Linked DNA regions of Gadus morhua: region 1 is linked to region 2. A link is a contact called in public Hi-C data. All regions are on one chromosome and are shown on one strand. Each heading gives the region's core, a stretch centred on a gene start, on an enhancer-like site or on the middle of the called end of the contact. The rest is flanking DNA. Distances are from core to core; before and after follow the strand shown. Region 1 holds the start of LOC115553608 (sperm-associated antigen 1). Region 2 holds the start of ncalda (neurocalcin delta a).

What was found. Hi-C and Micro-C count contacts between places; a contact is called where the count stands out from the background.
Region 1: a contact with region 2 is called in a Hi-C map of blood, with 3 times the contacts expected there. The contact joins the promoter of LOC115553608 here to the promoter of ncalda in region 2. A contact is called at or near these places in 3 of 6 Hi-C or Micro-C datasets (blood, gonad and heart).

The regions. Positions count from the first base shown.
Region 1 is chr11:13,922,762-13,928,325 of gadMor3.0, forward strand. LOC115553608 (sperm-associated antigen 1) reads right to left here and starts at 1,575. Exons shown (of 18, transcript XM_030370010.1): 1 at 1,261-1,575; 2 at 923-1,082; 3 at 705-827; 4 at 543-613; 5 at 219-331; 6 at 1-98. The coding sequence starts at 1,418. fbxo43 (F-box protein 43) reads left to right here and starts at 1,620. Exons shown (of 6, transcript XM_030370015.1): 1 at 1,620-1,856; 2 at 2,489-3,352; 3 at 3,495-4,289; 4 at 4,444-4,546; 5 at 4,699-4,896. The coding sequence starts at 2,553.
Region 2 is chr11:13,789,493-13,794,913 of gadMor3.0, forward strand. ncalda (neurocalcin delta a) reads left to right here and starts at 1,803. Exons shown (of 5, transcript XM_030369794.1): 1 at 1,803-1,964.

The sequences.
Region 1 (5,564 bases), core at 325-2,824, 130 kb after region 2:
GTACGCAACAGCCTCCTCATAGCCTTTGGCCCTGAATGCCTCGTTGCCTTTGTCTTTCTCACGGCTTGCCATGAGGAGCTTCTCCTTCTCAGTCAGGGCTAGAAGGTGGTTTAATAGGGGTCACGAATTAAACACACACAGAGACACATAAGTGATGCCAAAAATGTGGCTGTTGATCAAATAATTCGTAGGAAGAGACTCTGTAAGGGGAGTTTTACTTGTGACGTCCACTCTGGTTCTGATTTTGACGTGGCCAGAATTGATGACAGGAGCTGGATCCTTTTTGGACTCACTTCCGTCAATCATTTCACATTCTTTGTCAACATCATACCTTGGAGAAATGGAAGCACGTTTAGGTATACAGAATGGACAACTGACACACTAATAATATCATCTATTTACCAGATCTATTAAGCCACAGTGATCTTACTGTGACACGTGGTGCCTCTTTGAACACAACAAGTCTCCTGTTGGATTAGATACCGTACTGAATCCTCTCTTTTTTTAAACACACCCTTCCTGAAGAAACCGATATAACTCACTTATCCCAATCTTTGTAGTCGAGAGGAAGAGCTCGTTTTGGGGGCTTATTCTTTGCCTTGCTTGCTGGATTCTGAGAAGAAATCAGAGTATATTTATGAATCTGTATTTGTTCAGAGACCGACAAGAAGAAACAATGTGCAGAGATTGTTCTAGCATCTCACCTGGCCGAGGGGAACAGAAATGTTAGTGCCTCGTACGGGCGGTACATTTTCATTTCCTATACCGTGAAATATAGACGGTTGTAGCATCAACGCCTCCAAGTCTTTCGATTCTTCCTGCCATCGCTGTGAAGAAGACACACTTAATGAAAGGCACTATTGGAGGGACATCAGGCTGAGGAAGATCATGTATGATCCGGTCTTCTTCAGTCCTTCAGTACCTGTAGATCTTCACGGATTTGGCTCCATTCCTCTGTGGGGAGGCTGGCGGCCGTGGCTACAGGTTGCTCCTTTCTCAGGGCTCGACTTGTGGGGTCCAGGCTCTTCACGCGATCCTCACAGAACTGGTTCAGATGGGGGTACACTCCCTCTTCTCCAGACCTTGAAGGAATATGGCACAAGATGATTCCTGCTTATTACTTTCAAAGCTTGCCATCATTCCATTTTCCATGTATATACATTTTTCTTTTTGCACATATATTATATTTGCATTCGTTTTTAGACGCAGAGAGACTAAACTAGTGCTTGTGACATATAATCATCAAAAGTGGGTGCTTACCTTAGCACTCTCAAGATCTTCTCCAAATGCTTGACGTTCTTGCATTTTTCAATGTACCCATAATCTAAATGTTCCACAGGAACTTTTCCATCATGGTCGAGAGTGGCTGAGAATGTGTTGTCTCGGTTCAAAAGGGAAGAAACTTCGCTCACACTCATAGTGAACGGAAATTAAAGCACAGGTCCGTGTTTGTATGAATGTTATTCACCGCCGTTTGCTGGAATGGATAAATTAAATAGATAGTAATCGTACTAATCCATCCAAACAACTAAAAGTTAAAAAAAAAAACACGGAACTGCTTTCTTAAAATTGTAAGTTTCCTTTTTAAAAACCTGTATATAACTGAACGGCAGAGTGAATGCTGTTTCTATGGCAACCTGACGTCGTCAACGTAAAGTTGCCTGGAAGTACGTCATCACGTCAGGAGAAAGGCTCCAAATTTGAAAACGTGGCTAGGGTTGTGTCCTGCTTAGAGCTGCGGACCAAATGTAGCTAATGGAGCCCAAACCAACAGAAGCAGCAGCTCCGGAAGAGACTATCTTTTAAACTCCTGGCCCCATGGAATGAGCCTTTGTTGCAGCTGTTTGTATTTGAAGGTAGGTTTATTTTGTTCATATGATTAACGGTCAAGTGTGCGTTTCTTTCCCTCCCAGAAGCATCCATGTCGAATCGCAAGTCCTTCACTAGCTGGCTAGCGGGTGGATGCTAGTTATTTTATTTAAATTCCCTCTGAATTCACCACGAATAATAACGACTCATACAACTTTGTTCCTGTTTCATTTGTTTTCATGGGTTGTTTTATGCGGGATGGGGATGTAGTACACAATGAAGAGCAGCAGGGGAGGAGCCACAAAAGCGGGTTGCTTAGATCGACTATTTCTTTTGGCGGCTGCGGCTGACTTTTGAGCGGGGTCTGACTCGTAATAGCGAGACCTTGCGGTGAAATCCAAACCACTGGTAGTTTAAAAGGACACCTCCAGTGTCATAGCAACAGTGATAGAACGGAAGAGGTTGTGGATGACCTGTAACAGTTTACAGTTGGCTAAACAAAGGGGAATAAGCACTTCACATGATCCATTTTTGTAATTATAAAGCTGTTCAAACTAGACCTCGAGTGTCACCAGAGCCACACTTGGGTTAGCTGGTTAAATTGTTTACTTCCATTAAATGTTTATCATGGATCACCTTCACCATAGACTAAACAAAGGTGTGTACTTTCTTTCCCCAGGGATTTTGACATCCTTGTCCAACCCTTTGCTTTGAAGAGTGCTTGAGGCTAGCCCATTGCAAGAATGGATTGCACGCCAGATTCTGGGGTTCAGGGTTTCAAGAAGCACCCATACCACAGCAGCTCTTTTGACAGTGGTTACTCGGATGTGCAAAGCTTCCCTGGGAAAACCAATGGAGCTAAGTGTGCACCATGTCGATATTTGTCCCCCGAAGATAACAACGAAACGCCAAAAGAGAATCTTGCAGTAACTCCTAAGAAGGAAAGAACTACCGAAACAACCAGACTTTCGGGGAATGATTCGAGAAGGGCACAACCACCTTTGGAAGTGGGTTGGTGTGAAACACCCAAAACATCCAAGAAAGATGGCCTTTTGCGGCGAAGACTTATCATGGGTAATGCTAAATCCACCACAGATGCCAAAACTGAAGTACAAACAACACCCTGCACTAAAGTCATAGAGGTGTCACTCAGGTTGGGGGCCAAGCACCATTTCAGTGGGTCTGGAATATTTTCTTCCAGTAAGTCTAAATCGGAGCTGGATTGCCGATCACCACTGTCGACAAGGAAACGGCGTCTCTTCTATGCTCAAGTCAAGACGTCCACTCATGAATATGGGAGAAACACCAGTGACGACCATGAAGGGAACGTCTCTCTATCCTCCAACACGGACCTCGAGGAACGCATCGGCTCCTTTGGACACTGTGCCACAGACCAGTTGGGGACCCCACCCTTTGGGAAGTTCCTGCCTGCACTTGAAAGTGAAAGCTTTCAAACACCAGTCAACATGATGGCAGCCAGTCCTGGTCAGAGTCCCTGTGCTCAGAACACACCCTCCGCTGCACTTACCCCCACCTATATCAGGTATTTGCCTTTTTTTTTTTTTTATGAAAATCAATACTTTCTTGAAGCCGGTAATAAATTCGCAACATAAAATGCCATATATCTACATGACGGGTTCAGTTTCACATTGTCTGTTAACCCTAACCCCGGATCTTTATGCAAGCAGATCTTTGTCCGAGGACAGCGGCTTTGGTTCCACGGTCCTCGATAAATCCCAAGACTCGTCGAGGGAGCACGACGGCTCCTTCCAGGAGCTGCTGCTCTCCTCCTCGGGCCCCCGGGCCGGTGCGGAGGCGCTGCACCTATCTGATGGGAGGCGGCGGTCCCGCCTCCAGCGGCAGCAGAGGCTCTCCACACTGCGGGAGGGGGGCTCTCAGTCCGAGGAGGATGGCCGCCACGTTGGTCAACCACACCCTGGTGGCAAGCGCCTCTCCGTGTGCTACAGCCCCCTTAAGGTGGATGAGGTGTTTCTGGTCAGCAACACCACGCCGTCAGGCTCCTCCGGCCTAGAGCTAGGCAATCGGAGGACGCCCCTCGGCATGGTCGCCGCAATAGTAGACACTGCCACACCTCTCCGCACGCCCATGGGCAAGAGAGACACAGCACCCTGTTATAGTGCAGCCGCCACCGCCGGTCGCAAAGCCACCCCACTCCGTAACATTCCAGCGGGCCTGGAGTACCTCGCTCTGACTCCCGCCCTGCAGCTGGTTCGTGCCATGTGTCTCCGGAAGGACTCCATGACGCAGGACCAGATCCCCAGCTTAGAGTTGGAGCTGCGGTCTGCGGTGGCGCTGCTGGAGAGCCCGGTGCCCATCAGAACCAGCATGCCCCTGGCGGGCCTCATCGGCAGGAAGATGGGCGTGGGGAGGCTGGACGTCCTCACGGAGCTAAAGAATAGGAACCTCTGGCACATCCTGGGTGTCATCCTCAACCACCTGGGCCCCGAGGACGTCCACAGGTCAGTCAAGCATTCATGGTGGTTAAACAGAGCCACGATCAGTCGGCGTCAGACACTCGCATACTTCCAAACCAGCTTTTACCGACCCCATGGAACACAGAAAAATACTCACCCAATAATCGAACCCCAACTCCAATATTACCATCTTTTTCAGATTTGGTCAGGTGTGCCCCAGCTGGGATAACATCATTGGCCAGGATAGTCGGGCCAGCTCCAGGAGAAGGCGTCACCTCAGGGACCTGGAAGCTGCTCTAGAGGTAAAGAAGATCTCAATAGGCGATTTACTAAGCTAGTCTTTATTCATTCAAGCCTTGAATGTTGAAGACTAGGCTGCGTTGTTTTTTTTCTGTTTACTGTATCCAAGATGGACACTGTAGAGAAGACTTATGATGGTTTTGTTTCCCAGCAGGGTGGGACTGTCCACGTCACAGACGCTGAGACCAGGCTTGCCCTAACCAAGAGGGCCGTGCTGGGCTCCATCCAGTCCCAGTCCAGGAGTTTGTCCTACTGCACCCCACAGTCCGCTAAAAGCACTTTAACCCCCTCCGAGCTCAACACATCACACTCTGGCGGCAGCAGTAGCAGCAAACGAGAGAAGTTTATCCAAGTAAGTGTGGAAGCCAATCCATCACACGAATGTGAAGCTTCAGGAATCTTTTTTTTTTTAGGATCAAGCATATTACATTTTACAGGAAGTAAGACGGTTCTCCATTTTCATTTTTCTCTTAACCAAATAAAAACCATGACAAACAAAAAGAAAAGCAGCAAAAACAACATTGCTAAGTAATATCCCCCCTCCCAACAAAAGTATCCCACCCTTCCCACCCCCCCATAAAGCTTCAGGAATTCTAAAGAAAGCAAGATATTCAAACCAAACAACCCAAAAAACAACCCCTCCCTCTCTGTTCCTTCCCTGTCTACATTTCTCCTCCATTTTGTAGTGTTCATTCACACACCTTTGACTAACAGGCAAGATGGATGTCCTGGTCAGATATGAGCCGGGAACAAGCTAAAAACTTGTCTCAATCAGAGGCACTGTATGATAAACGGATATCCTCCGAGAAATTCACACACTTATAGCAGACTGATGGCGTGGCCATTTCTAATAAATTACGCTAAGTATTTGAATGAATAGAGCATGACCATGGAAGACACAGTGGGAGCATTAACTATTTAGGTAAGAGGTTAAACTATTTGCAATATCCTATGGAATGAACTGGAAATGTCTGCGAAGATGCAAGACGGCCAAAGGAATCTACACAATAAAGATGTTGT
Region 2 (5,421 bases), core at 553-3,052:
TAATACTAAATATAATATACAATTTAAAAAAATACTATAATACTTATAATAGTAGTAATAATATAATACCAGTACTTATGGGGATTTTCTGCAGCACATTAAATGTATCCATTGCTGATTTTCTCTCAAAGGAGGTTTGATTAGATACGTTGGAGTATGCAGTCAATAAAGTGTCTATCTATCTATCTATCTGTCTGTCTGTCTGTCTGTCTGTCTGTCTGTCTGTCTGTCTGTCTGTCTGTCTGTCTGTCTGTCTGTCTGTCTGTCTGTCTATCTATCTATCTATCTATCTGTACTTTTACCCAGTTGTTAATGTGATAAGGGTATCCACCGGTTCACTAAAGCCTACAATATAGGTCTGCATAAGGTGCATTAACTATAGAGATGGAAAATTGACAGATTTGAGGACTATTGGGTAGCATATGACAGTATGTTTTATGTCCCAGGCTTGGCTCCCTGACCCTCTAACACCCCAATTAGTATTCCTGCAGAATTTATGACCACGTCAAGCATCACTTCTGGTTGATTGCCCCTCTTCTTATTAAAGTGTGGATAAATTTATGGATGGGATGACAAGCATGGAGTAGGTTGAAGGGATTTCATTTTGATCCGCTGTCATTCTGGGGTGTTTACAAAGATACTGAACATCCTAGGTTTATTACTATGATCATATTAAGAATAATAACATTCTATATTAATATAGTGACACACTAATCACCATGAACCATAGAGAAGAAGAACTCCATCCTTGTGAAACTCTATCATAGTAAAGTTACACACACACACACACACACACACACACACACACACACACACACACACACACACACACACACACACACACACACACACACACACACACACAAGTGTTTTTATGAATATGCATAGTGGTAAGATGGCTTACTAACTCTCGATAATATAAAATAGCTAGAGAGGTAGTGTGTATAGCGCATGTACAGAATTCATAATGGACTTTCTTGTTAGCAATTCTCCGCCATCTTGTGATGACTTGATAGAGTTGTAGTACAGTGTTCCTTAATAAATATAAATATACCGTAAGCTAGGCTAAACCAAACTTTGTTTTGCCACATTTCTAATGAGAAAAGCTGTGGTTGCTATAAACACAACAACGTCACCCCATAATGACAAATAATCGCAAGATTAATTTCTAAATGATTACCAAATCACAATTAATACCAATGACATTCCAATGCTCCCCAACTTCCCAAATGGCAGAGGTTATTGTGATGTGACGTCACGATGTTAAAGCCATTCTGTACTCAGGTGCCCAGTCTTTAATCGGTAGTTGCTGATATTATAACTCTGGCTGAGCATGTTCGTCATCTAGCGGCCATCACGTGTATGACTACATCAAAAACGGTTCAACCATAGACTGTAAAAAGCTCCAAACAGACAGACGGACCTACAAATAGTCAGACAGATGTATAAATATATATACTATTATTATCCTTATAGGCCTACCTATATTTGTGGAAATAATAATCATAGAATGAACCTCACTTTTTGATGCCACTTTTCCTGTTTCTTATTATTTGCCACAAGGTGGCGCGGAACCTCTTCTTATGAACTTTATAGGCTATGATCACAGATTCCATTTTGTTTGATATCGGCTTTATCTAACGAGATGATGATTGTTAATAATTATTTGTTGTACTTGGCAATGATTCTGCGTTTAGAAGGTTGGACCATTTTTAAATGTTCAGTTAATTGTTTAGCAGAGAGAAGGACGTGCTTGCCGGATCCCCGGTCCCTTCTGTACCATGACGCTCCTCCCTCAGTGTTATGTTTACTTTACATTTGACAGCGTACACCGGTAATGAAGCATCCACCTTCCCACAAACACTGAGACCTTATGGTGGTGATACATGTGCTCAACTTCCCCGACAAGAACAGGGGCCAGCGACCGGTGGTTGAAAACCCATCACTGCTGTTGGCGTAGTTGTGTGAGTTTCCAAATACTTTTGAATTAAATTTGGAGTTGAATGTAATACCTTGGTTCCTCCCATCGAGGATAACCTGTCAGGACAAGAAGCGTGTATATGTTGTTAGGACCTTTGTCATATGATTTGATTTATCTTCTGAATGCAATGTATTTATGTGTTACGGGGTTAGTCTAACTTAGTTAGAGTTAGTTAGTTAATAATAATAGTAAAATTGGAACCGGCCATTGGTTCCCTCTAGCCTGGGCCTAATCAACACCAAGTACCAAGTACCCATATGTTAGAAAAAACGATATTAATGTGATGAACCTTGTCCCCATGCGTTCTCGTCACGCCTGGAACGGGATGCTCCCAATTATCGTTATTGAAGAGAGGGTGGCGGTTCTTTCAGTTACATCGACTAGCGACGAGCGAGAGGGAATCCTATAAAGGGATATCCGTTTCCGTTACATGTTTAGGATATTGCTCATTCAGAAGTTTCGTCAAAACACAATATTTCCCTCCTTTTCGTTGTTGTTGTTGTTGTTCTTCTTCTACTTGTAGTGTTGTTATTCTGCTGGCTCCAAAGACTGTTAACGGGTTTACACAGTTCAAAATAAGTTTGAGACCGGATATAGATCGAAATAACGCTCCAATCCAGGATCCTCTCGCAGCCTACTAATAGATAATGTTATACCGTTGGCAACTTACACTGCGGCATAATATAGCTCAGTAGGTGTATGCCCCAACATTAATGATGTGTAGTACCCTGATAGCTGACTGTTATAACGTCTTAACCGGCCTAGTTCAACTCCTTAACCAAGTTTCTCAGACGCTAACTACAGCCCTGTGAGCTAGTCATTGGATAAGCTACATAGTAGCTAACTATAACAGCCGTTTGCAATCTCGTTTTGTTTACACAGTCTTTATGCACTCCTGTTACCCAGCAGACTGAGTGCTAGACTGGAGGAGCCAACTCATTGGGAAAATAATTTTCTACACACTTGGAACATTTCTCACCTTGTCTACTTGTTGTGTTACTTGTACAAAGACAGACGAGGCAACATCTGGAGAAGGTCACACATCATCAGGCAAAGTGATGCTCCTGTCAAATCTAGTCAGTGTCAACAGGCCTGGTAGGCTTTTACACTTGAATCGTTTTACTACTGGTAAGAGTCTTCTGAAACATGCCACTCGATGACAATGGCAAAACTCTATTTCCTTAATGAAAGCATTTATAATTAAATAAATAGGTAATTTCATTACTTCACACTATTCACAGTAAAGCAATCCAATGATGGGATTTGCACTTACTTGCTAACATTACCTAGAATTTCCATGTGTCCTGTTTTCTACTTCTCAGCTTGTATTGTAGACTTCTCTTTGAAGAGGCTTATAAATCCATATCTTTTTGTTGACAGGGACAATGAGATTCAACATTGGTCAAATTTTTGTGAATAGCCCTCGCATGCAGCAGTAGGAACCGTTTTAACCTTTCACAAACCTTTGGTGTTGCTCATGTCATCAGACAAATGAATATGGTCTTCAGCTGATGAATCACTACTCAGCATTGGAGTAGAACTGACTGCTGGGATGAGTGATCATTGTATGTTACGGGCAGCCATGTCGTTATTCTGGCCCTTCTTTGGTCGGTGACTCAGCCGTCAGTGTTTTAATAGTTTTTCAAAGATTTGACTTATACTATTATACTTTTGTTCAGTTCAACAGCCTACAACTTCAAATAATGTACTTTATCCATCCATTTTTCTCCAGTCCTTTGGGAACTCTGTGCACTGGGCTTGATTCTGCAGCAAACATCACTAGAGTGTACAGAAGCCTCAACAGCTGGTTGAACCACATAACATGGTTCAGCTTTAGCATTGGCACAAGTTGTCCTGGAATGGCTCAGAGCTTTTTTTGGGCCATGTGCTAAGAGAATCATTGTAACACCAGAGCCTTCCATAAGATCAGGGGGGCACTGATCCTGAGGGGCACTCAAGGAGTTTACAAATGGATTGAAACAGCCTTACTTAATCACTGGCCTTTAGAAACCAAGATACATAAGATAACAGATGCAAAGAGACACAAAGAGGAATGTTGTTCTAAAGGTCTGTTGTAGGCCATGTTAAAAGGCTGCTGCAGCCAGGTGGCTAATGCTTTATGGTTATCATTATTTGCATAGTTATTCATATAAGTAAAGTCATACATACTCCATATGAGCGTCCATATAATTGTACTGATACTACCGATTTTTTGTGTCACATTAATGTGTCACATTTTTTGAATCCTAAAAACAAAAAGCCTGACAGGAAGCATTATGTGAGGCATGAAATATAGTCTTTACAGGTAATACTACCATTTTCCCAAATGTATTGTTGCCATCTAAAATTGTTTATTGTGAGTGAGCAGAGCAATATTCTAGTCCTGTGTTATATTGGTGATTATAGTACAATGTCTACACCCATCTGTTCTAGGTGGCGTTCAAATTAAGGTAGGCCTTAACAGCCCATCATTTCCATATCCAAATAATTCCATCATTTTGGATTTTAAGCTTTAAAACTACGTGCAGACGACCGTAAGGGGCTTGTGAAGTGAAGTCACTTCTCAACGTGTCAAGCTGCTACTCTCATCTTTTTTCTGGACTTTGTCTCAACAATGTGTATAGTAACGATGACGCATTGGGGTGTGCCTTGCAAGAAAGAATGGAGGCGTGTGTTTTTACAGTAAAAAATAAATAAATAAATCCCTTTACAGTAAAGCAAAGAGACCCCAGCTTAAGCGGAGAGATGCATCTATTTAACACCACAGAGCGATCAACCTGCAGGTGTCCTGCTACATGCTCAGTGAATGGAGCTCATGGGAAATTCATGAGCTTTTTTTTTTTTAAACCCTCTTGTAGGGGCTTCAATAAAAAACACACAATGTATTGGATTTGTATGTCAGCACAATCGTGTCGTAATTGACTGAAATTAAACTGCAAAATGGGACAGCTGCGTTTCAGTTTATGTATGAAACCCAAAACCCATGACGTAATTGGAATTCAAAAGCCCTGAATATTATTATTCAAGTTTAAATAAAAGTGCATTGTCTTCTACCTGTAAAATGGAAGTGTAATTGCCATGCTTTCAATGGCACAAGCATTTAAATAATTGTTATAAAATGCTGAAATTGTTTGAAACTGCACGCTCTTTGTAACTGTATGTACAGTGACACAAATAGAATGCTAATTCGGTTGGGCATTATTTCGCTTATTTCACTTCAATGATTCTTTGACCTTTGGCTGACAGGCTTTCAGTTACCCTGACAGAGTTTAAAGTCTTAAATTTTTTTTGAGCACACAGCAGCTAAATCAACAAATCAGCAAGCTAAGGGTGAATGTGTCTGTTGTGATTTAACAATAAGTTGCTTCATAATGGTGGTGTGACTACAGCCTTCTTTTCCGCTAGTCTGTGTGTTACTCAATATGCTGTTGCTATTAATA